Regions from separate parts of the Mus musculus genome. Here region 1 is linked to region 2. Evidence: chromatin contacts called from public targeted proximity ligation data. All regions are on one chromosome and are shown on one strand. The core of a region is the stretch at or near the end of the contact, and the rest is flanking DNA. Distances in the headings are between cores, read along the strand shown. Region 1 has its middle 30 kb from the start of Gm41829. Region 2 holds the start of Plpp6 (phospholipid phosphatase 6).

Region 1 (3,558 bases), core at 75-2,574, 250 kb before region 2:
CCCCACCATCCTTGTTGTTTTTAGTTTCTTGGTAATAGCCATTCTGATGTCATGAGATAGAATGTCAATGTAGTTTTGATTTGCTTTGTTCTGATGCCTAAGGGTCATGGGAGTGACACAGCAATGACTTGATAACACAATTTATATTTTAAGTCTGTAAAAAGTATTCCTCTCAGTCTCCCTCACTAACACCTGTGGGGAAACATCATAAGAAATACATTTTTGGGCTGGTGAGATGGCTCAGTGGGTAAGAGCACCCGACTGCTCTTCCAAAGGTCCAGAGTTCAAATCCCAGCAACCACATGGTGGTTCACAACCATCTGTAATGAGATCTGACTCCTTCTTCTGGAGTGTTTGAAGACAGCTACAGTGTACTTACATATAATAAATAAATAAATCTTTAAAAAAAAAAGAAATACATTTTTACCGAAACTAGTTTTTTAGATGATCTCCCTCAAAGGCCCAGCCATTGGTGGATGCTATTCCACCCACTAACCAGAGCCAAGATTTGGCCTCTGTGTTCTCTTCGTCAGACCCCCTCTGGATTTCAATAGGACTGATAAAGCTGTTTCCCAAACAGGCACTAGCAGACAACAACTTGACAAATGAGGGATGTTCTCCTGAACTTCATTCCAACAGTTCTGTGGGAAAGGCTACCTTTCCCACAGAACAGCCTTTCCCACAGAACCACTAGAATCTCTACTCCATGATTCCCAGCCCATTTCCATGGCCCACCTTGAATGATGTACTTCTTTTGATAAGATAAAAGAGGGCTGCCTTCCTGCCTGTCTGCCTGTCTGCCTGTCTGCCTGTCTGCCTGTCTGCCTGTCTGCCTGTCTGCCTGTCTGCCTGTCTGCCTGTCTGTCTGTCTGTCTGTCTGTCTGTCTTTGGAGCAATATGTAAGCTCTCAGACCTAATAATGCTCTAACCCTCTGAAACTATGAGCAAGGCTGCAATTAAATGCTTTATTTATAAGAGTTGCCTTGGTCATGGAGTTTTTTGGGTTTTTTTTTTTGTTTGTTTTTTGTTTTTTGTTTGTAATTGTAATTAAGACATGTGGGAATGGTTTTTCTATAGAAATGTTTTTCAAAATCTGATTTTACAAATCAAACTTCCATCTAACCTGACAGCAAGCTAGTAATGTGCCTGGAGATTATTTCGAACTACAGATTCATTCTGCTCACAGGCTGTATATTTATTTACCTTGCTCAGGATTAAGTGACCTGTAAAGAAAAGATTATGATCAATCTTACTAGTCTTTGTACTCCTCCATGGACCGTGTCCCCAATTCACCTCTGCGAGTCTTTCATGGCCCTGACTCAGAACAATGTTATGTGTGCAGAAGGTGTGGTGACCAGGTCAGAGACCGTTCACTGAGAGCAGCAAGGCATAAAAAAACCAAGCAGTCTCCAAACAGGTTTGAAGTAACCAGCACATATCGATTAATCATGTATGGATTAATAGTTTATGGGGTCTTTGTATGTCCTTCTGAGTCGATAGGACCAGAGAAACAATTTTCTGCCTGGTGAGACTCCTGTAAAAGTTTAAGAAAAATGTGCCTTGTTCCCTTTTGTTACCACATTTGCCGTGCTATTCTATATATAGAGCAGACGGCCTTTGTTCAGGACAAGGGTGACTGCTACTTAGATCTGGCACCTCTTGGATTGGAATGAAGACACCAGAACCTTTGGAGTAAATCAGGCCCAGTCTTGCTCTTTCTTCTGTCATGCATCATTACCACAGATGATGGTGGCTCTTTTTTTCCACAGATCCATCATCCATTTATAACTTTGATTATTGAGAATTGTCTTCTGATTGAAGTATTTGGTCTGTGGGGTGGGGGGGGGGTTTCTTTTTTTTCATTTTAAAAAATATTCTGAATCTTAATATCTCTCAAGTGTACAGCTGAAAATAATTTATATTATATTATATTATATTATATTATAGCTGTGTATAATAATATATTAAGAATGGCTCAAAAACCTTCATGTAAGATCTGAAACTTTGAAATGTCTAGATGAGGTCTGGTGTGGTGATGCACAGTTTTAATCCCAACACTTGGGAGGCAGAGGCAGGCGAGTCTCTGAGTTTCGTCCAGCCTGCTCTACATAGTGAGTTCCAGGATAGCCAGTGCTACAAAGACAGATCCTGTGCACCCCTCCCCTCCAAGGAAACCCAACCAACCAAAAAAACCAAAAAAAAATATTTCTCCTGTTCTGTAAGCTGTGTGTCCGTCCACTGAGTCTATCCCAGAAGCCTTGAAATGTAATGAAGTCCAGCTTGTCGATTCTTGCTCTTATCTCCTGAACCATTTGACTCCTATTCCTAAAGTCACTACCTGTACCTAAACCTTTTAGTATTTCCAGTGTGCTCCTTTCTAGGAGGTTTTTTGGTTGGCTCGGTTTCCTGGTGGTTAAGAGCACTGACTGCTCTTCCAGAGGTCCTGAATTCAATTTCCAGCAACCACATGGTGGCTCACAGTTGTCTGAGATGGCATCTGATGCCCTCTTCTGGTGTGTCTGAAGACAGTGACGGTGTACTCACATCTACAAAATAAATCTTTACACACACACACACACACACACACACACACACACACACACACACACATTTGGTAAGAATACTATATACCCAAATAATTTATTACATTGCTTACATTTTCTTCGATTAACTTCTTCATAGAAAATACTTCTGAGGTCATAGGCAAAACACAATTTTCTCTCCTACTTAACAAAGACACTTTAAAAATCAATACAAAGCCGGGCGTGGTGGCGCACACCTTTAATCCCAGCACTCGGGAGGCAGAGGCAGGCGGATTTCTGAGTTCGAGGCCAGCCTGGTCTACAAAGTGAGCTCCAGGTCAGCCAGGGCTATACAGAGAAACCCTGTCTCGAAAAAACAAAAAACAAAACAAGCAAACAAAAAATCAATACAAGACTATAAAACTACCTTGTAGGAATTCAAAATGATAAACCCTGCTTGGTCAAGGTTTTTATAAAGCTCAGGGCCCAGCTTCACTCTTAGTTGTACCACAGTACCACACTCGTTAAAGCAGGACGTTTAACATGACATTAGCTTCCCTTCCTTGACCAGGTTTCCTCCTTCTGTTCTACATGATTACTTGGCCTGAGTGTAGCTGTGTTGTCGCTTTAAATACCTCCTGAAATTATCTTCATGGTTAATCAGTACAAATGCAGATCTGGGCATAGCACCTAATAAATAGAGCAAGCTATCCCAATATATTGCATATCCATGACTATCTTCAGAATAGGCGCTTGTGAGAACTGGATAAGAGGACCCAGCAACCACACTTGTGTCCTGAGGCTTTTAGAGATCGGCTGACTGTGGTGGCATATGGCTATGACCCTCAGCAAGATGAAGGCTGGGGCAGGAGAACTGGTGAGGTTGAAGCTAGCTTGGGCTACATAGCATGAACCTGTCTTGTATACTTTTCCTTATTTTCTCCATCGTTTGCACAAGCCAGCATTAAAATGCCCAGCTTAGATGGTTCAGATGGGGGTCCCTCTGGTGACACATCACATGTGGTGTGTGTCACGC
Region 2 (3,560 bases), core at 53-2,552:
TAATTTACAAGTAATAACATTGTTTTTTTGGGGGGTGAGGGGAATTACTCATTAACGTTGTCAACTTTAAGTAAATAGCAATCATACAGTCAGCCAGCTTGATTTCTTTACAGTTGTCTTGGTGATAAATAGCTGTCAAATACACAGTAGACTTTGTTTCTCAAGTATGGCCGTGTTCAGTAATAGCCAGCATGCGCTCCGGTCTAGGAACCTGTCAAGACAGTGGGATCCCAGAATTCCCAAAGTTGCCCAGAGGGGCAACTAGATGGCTCTGGCTTAGGTCAGCATCCTCGAGTGTGGAATCCTTCAGACCTCAAGGTGTCAATAATCAATGAGATGGTGTCACTGTTGATTCCACAGTACAAAAAGAACTGGAACATTGTGGGGTGACAGCCAGCAATAATCCACAATGCTGTACTGCATGTAGCCCAGAAAAAAGCCAAAAGCCACATCAGTGACGTTGTGCCGCCCGAGCATGACCCTAGAGAGACCCAAGACGAAGGCCCACAGGACCACCAGCACCCTCAGTGGAATGGCCAGTACCAGGTGGTTTAGGATAAACCGCGACACCAGGGCGGCCCTCGTGGCGTGGCCCGAGGGAAAGGAGTACCTGTCCACCGAGAGGGTGAAAAACATGTCCTTTTGATTGTGCGCGGGTCGGCGCCTGCGGACCAGCCCTTTAATCACAGCTACCAGCAGCAGGTCCAACAGCAGGGCGAAGAGCAGGTTCATCAGCACTTCGCGCCCGGCCCAGCTGTCGCTCCTAAGCAGGCAGTAGAGGGTGCCCAGCAGCCAGGGGATGCCATGCCCTGAGATCTCCAGCAGCTTCATCAGGGGCCGCACGCTGCCCCAGGCCGAGCTCTCCCCAGCACACACCCCCAGCTTCTTGGACAGCCACAGGTCGATGGCCAGCAGGGAGCGCAGGGCGATGCCCAGGAAGGACGGGTTCAAGTTCATGCGGGCGTCCTCCGGCGGCGGGGCCGGGGCTGCTTGTGCGGGGCCCGAGGCGGCCAGCGGGAAGGAGCCGCGCCGGTGCACCGGGCTGTCGGACGCGCGCAGCCGAGCGCAGGCGGGGTCCGCGCCCGCGCGGCAGTTCAGCAGCGATTGGAACTCGAACCTGCCGCCGCCGCTGCCACCGCCGTGGGCCGGGCTGCCCGGGACGCTGCTTCCGCCCGAGGAGCCCAGCGGCCGTCCCTCGATGGTCCTCCGGGGGCTCGGCATCGCGGAGGGAGGCCGGTCCCGGGGACCCGGGCAGACCGGAGACAGGCTTCCCAGCCCGTCAGCCTCTTCCGCTTCCGCACTGCCATCCCGGAGGGCGGGCCGAGGAGCCGAGCCGCAGAGCACGATTGTGACACCTGGCGGAGACGTGGGAGGGAACCGGGAGTACCAGCTTGAGGAGAGGTGGGAAGTGCAGGTGAAGGACGCAGTGATGGCGTCATTTCAGAGCTGTGGGAGGTTAGGATAAACAGCCCCTCTGCACAAAAAAAAAAAAAAAAAACAAAAAACAAAAAAAACCAATCCCTTGATTGCCCTCCTCTTCTTTTTAAGATTTCTTGCCCCGGAGTGTTCCTGCCGGACAAGGAAGCTGTGTACCTTGGAGTCTACCTTCTGAATCAGTACCTGGAGACAGACTGCTTTCCCCCTGTGTTCCCTGTTGTGATTCAACAGAGCATGAGATTTGTAAAGGTGATTTTGACTTCTCAGTGGGTTTTGCTGTCTGAAACCAGTTTAATGGTCATAAAGAATAGTGGTTTTGTACATTTATTCCCCGCCCCCCCCCCCCTTTTTTAACACAGTGTAAAAAGTACAAGCGGCCTTGAGGCAAAAACCATAGTTTGGAAGTCTTGCTTTTTGCAATGCAGGCCTGAGCCAAGTTCTGTCAATTGAGTGCTAAATACCCTGGTGGATGCTTTCTATTCTTGGAACTCCCATGGCATTTTCTAACTGGAGCAGAGAGCGTTTCTGAATGTTCTTGGAGGTGTTAGAGACAGTTGCATTGCATTTATGAAAGGGGCTATTAATAAACTGCAGATCTTAAGAAAAACTTTCTTAAGCTTGGGAAAATAACTTAAAACTATAACCAAATCAGCTGTACCTGGTAATTGAAAGCCTGTAACTAAACAAGAAAGCTGTTCATATTTTCTGAGTTTCCTTAAGTCATGTGCGTGTTATATAACAATAGTAGTAAGGGCTAGATTCCATTCCAATGAGTGCAATTGTGATTTTAAAAATTGTAAAAATCACCGGCCAGGGCTTCCCACTGCAGTATGCTGCTGACTATTCAATACTCTGCAATCACCAACAACACCCTAAGGTTCTGGTTTTAGCTTTGGAGTTGAAATTGGAGTAATCTTTAGTAAACCTAGTGGTTTTGCCCAGGGTCCCCTAAGGTGGACTTTTGGGGTGGAGGGAAGATTGTACATATCGATCCTAAAGTCTGGAAGATGTTTTCCAGAAACCTACCTATTTCTTGTAATCCAAGGATGAGAGAAAAGATGCGTTTTTAAAAACTGCAGCCTGTTCATTGGAAAAACGTCCGTGAAACTGGTTGGGTAAAAGTGATTGGATATTATCTTGGGAAATAGTCAGAACCCAGATGGTCCTACTGGCCATATGTGGGTGATAGACATGGTGTGAAGTAGGTGCTGAAAATGACCCCCACCACTTTCCCCACTCACCAGTTGCTGGCCCTGTACCAGACTTCTAAGATAGAATTGTAAGAGGTGCATAGATATGAAATTATTCTAACAGGGCATGATACATCCATCAATACCTTGGGAACTTAACTTAATCTGACCACCTCTGTTTTTAAAAAAGAGAATGCCTGAGATTCACAATTTAGATGCTTCTCCTGCTGGGTGGGAAAGCCTGAGGTTTCTAGTCAAACATACCATGGAACCATTTTTTTTTCTTTGAGTTGTTTAGGCTCATATTCTAGTTTCTTCTAGTTCCAGGTTTCTTGAGATCTGTTCCATTCTTTAGCTGAAAACTCGTGTGGCACATAGCAAAAGCATTTTCCTTCCCCACATCTCTTTGCATGGCTTAGATTTGAATAATTTAAAAGTACGTGGGTAAACAAATTCCTCATAAAAATTCACAAGCCATTGTATTTGAATAGACTAAGCTAAGTGTTTGCTTCCCAAGATCACCCTTGAGAAAAACCCTTACACGTAACGTAGGTAGATATGTTAGGTTCTTAGAGCTCACATACACAAGTAGCCCACAAGCAGCAAACTTACTTACTGTCTCACAGTCCTGGAGACTGGATGTCAAAGAATGGTGGTGTGGATCTCGCTACATCCTGAGGCATGGTGGGAGCTAGTTCTTTGGTTTATAGCAGTGGTTCTCAACCTGTGGGTTGCGACCCCTTGGGAGAGTTTGACTTTTTCACTAGGGTCACCTAAGACCAGTGGGGGGGGGGGACACAGATTATGCTGTTATGACTCATAACAGCAGCAAAATTACAGTTATGGAGTAGCAATGAAAACAATTGTATGGCTGGGGAGTCACCACTATATGAGGAACTCTTTTAATGGGTCGCAGAATTAGGAAGGCTGAGA

The links.
Region 1: a targeted proximity ligation map of pancreatic cancer cells shows a contact between it and region 2. A contact is called at or near these places in 1 of 39 promoter capture datasets (liver), 6 of 484 Hi-C or Micro-C datasets (the Ba/F3 cell line, the G1E-ER4 cell line, the HL-1 cell line and 2 more), 1 of 130 datasets of targeted methods (pancreatic cancer cells) and 2 of 9 other capture datasets (adipose tissue and liver).

Annotation. Positions count from the first base shown.
Region 1 is chr19:29,214,072-29,217,629 of GRCm38.p6, reverse strand. No RefSeq gene overlaps it. Among named protein-coding and RNA genes, the nearest start is that of Gm41829, 30 kb to the left of the region's middle.
Region 2 is chr19:28,961,662-28,965,221 of GRCm38.p6, reverse strand. Plpp6 (phospholipid phosphatase 6) reads right to left here and starts at 1,302. Exons shown (of 1, transcript NM_028922.3): 1 at 1-1,302. The coding sequence starts at 1,221. The coding sequence ends at 343. 4430402I18Rik (RIKEN cDNA 4430402I18 gene) reads left to right here. Exons shown (of 14, transcript NM_001374140.1): 3 at 1,549-1,686.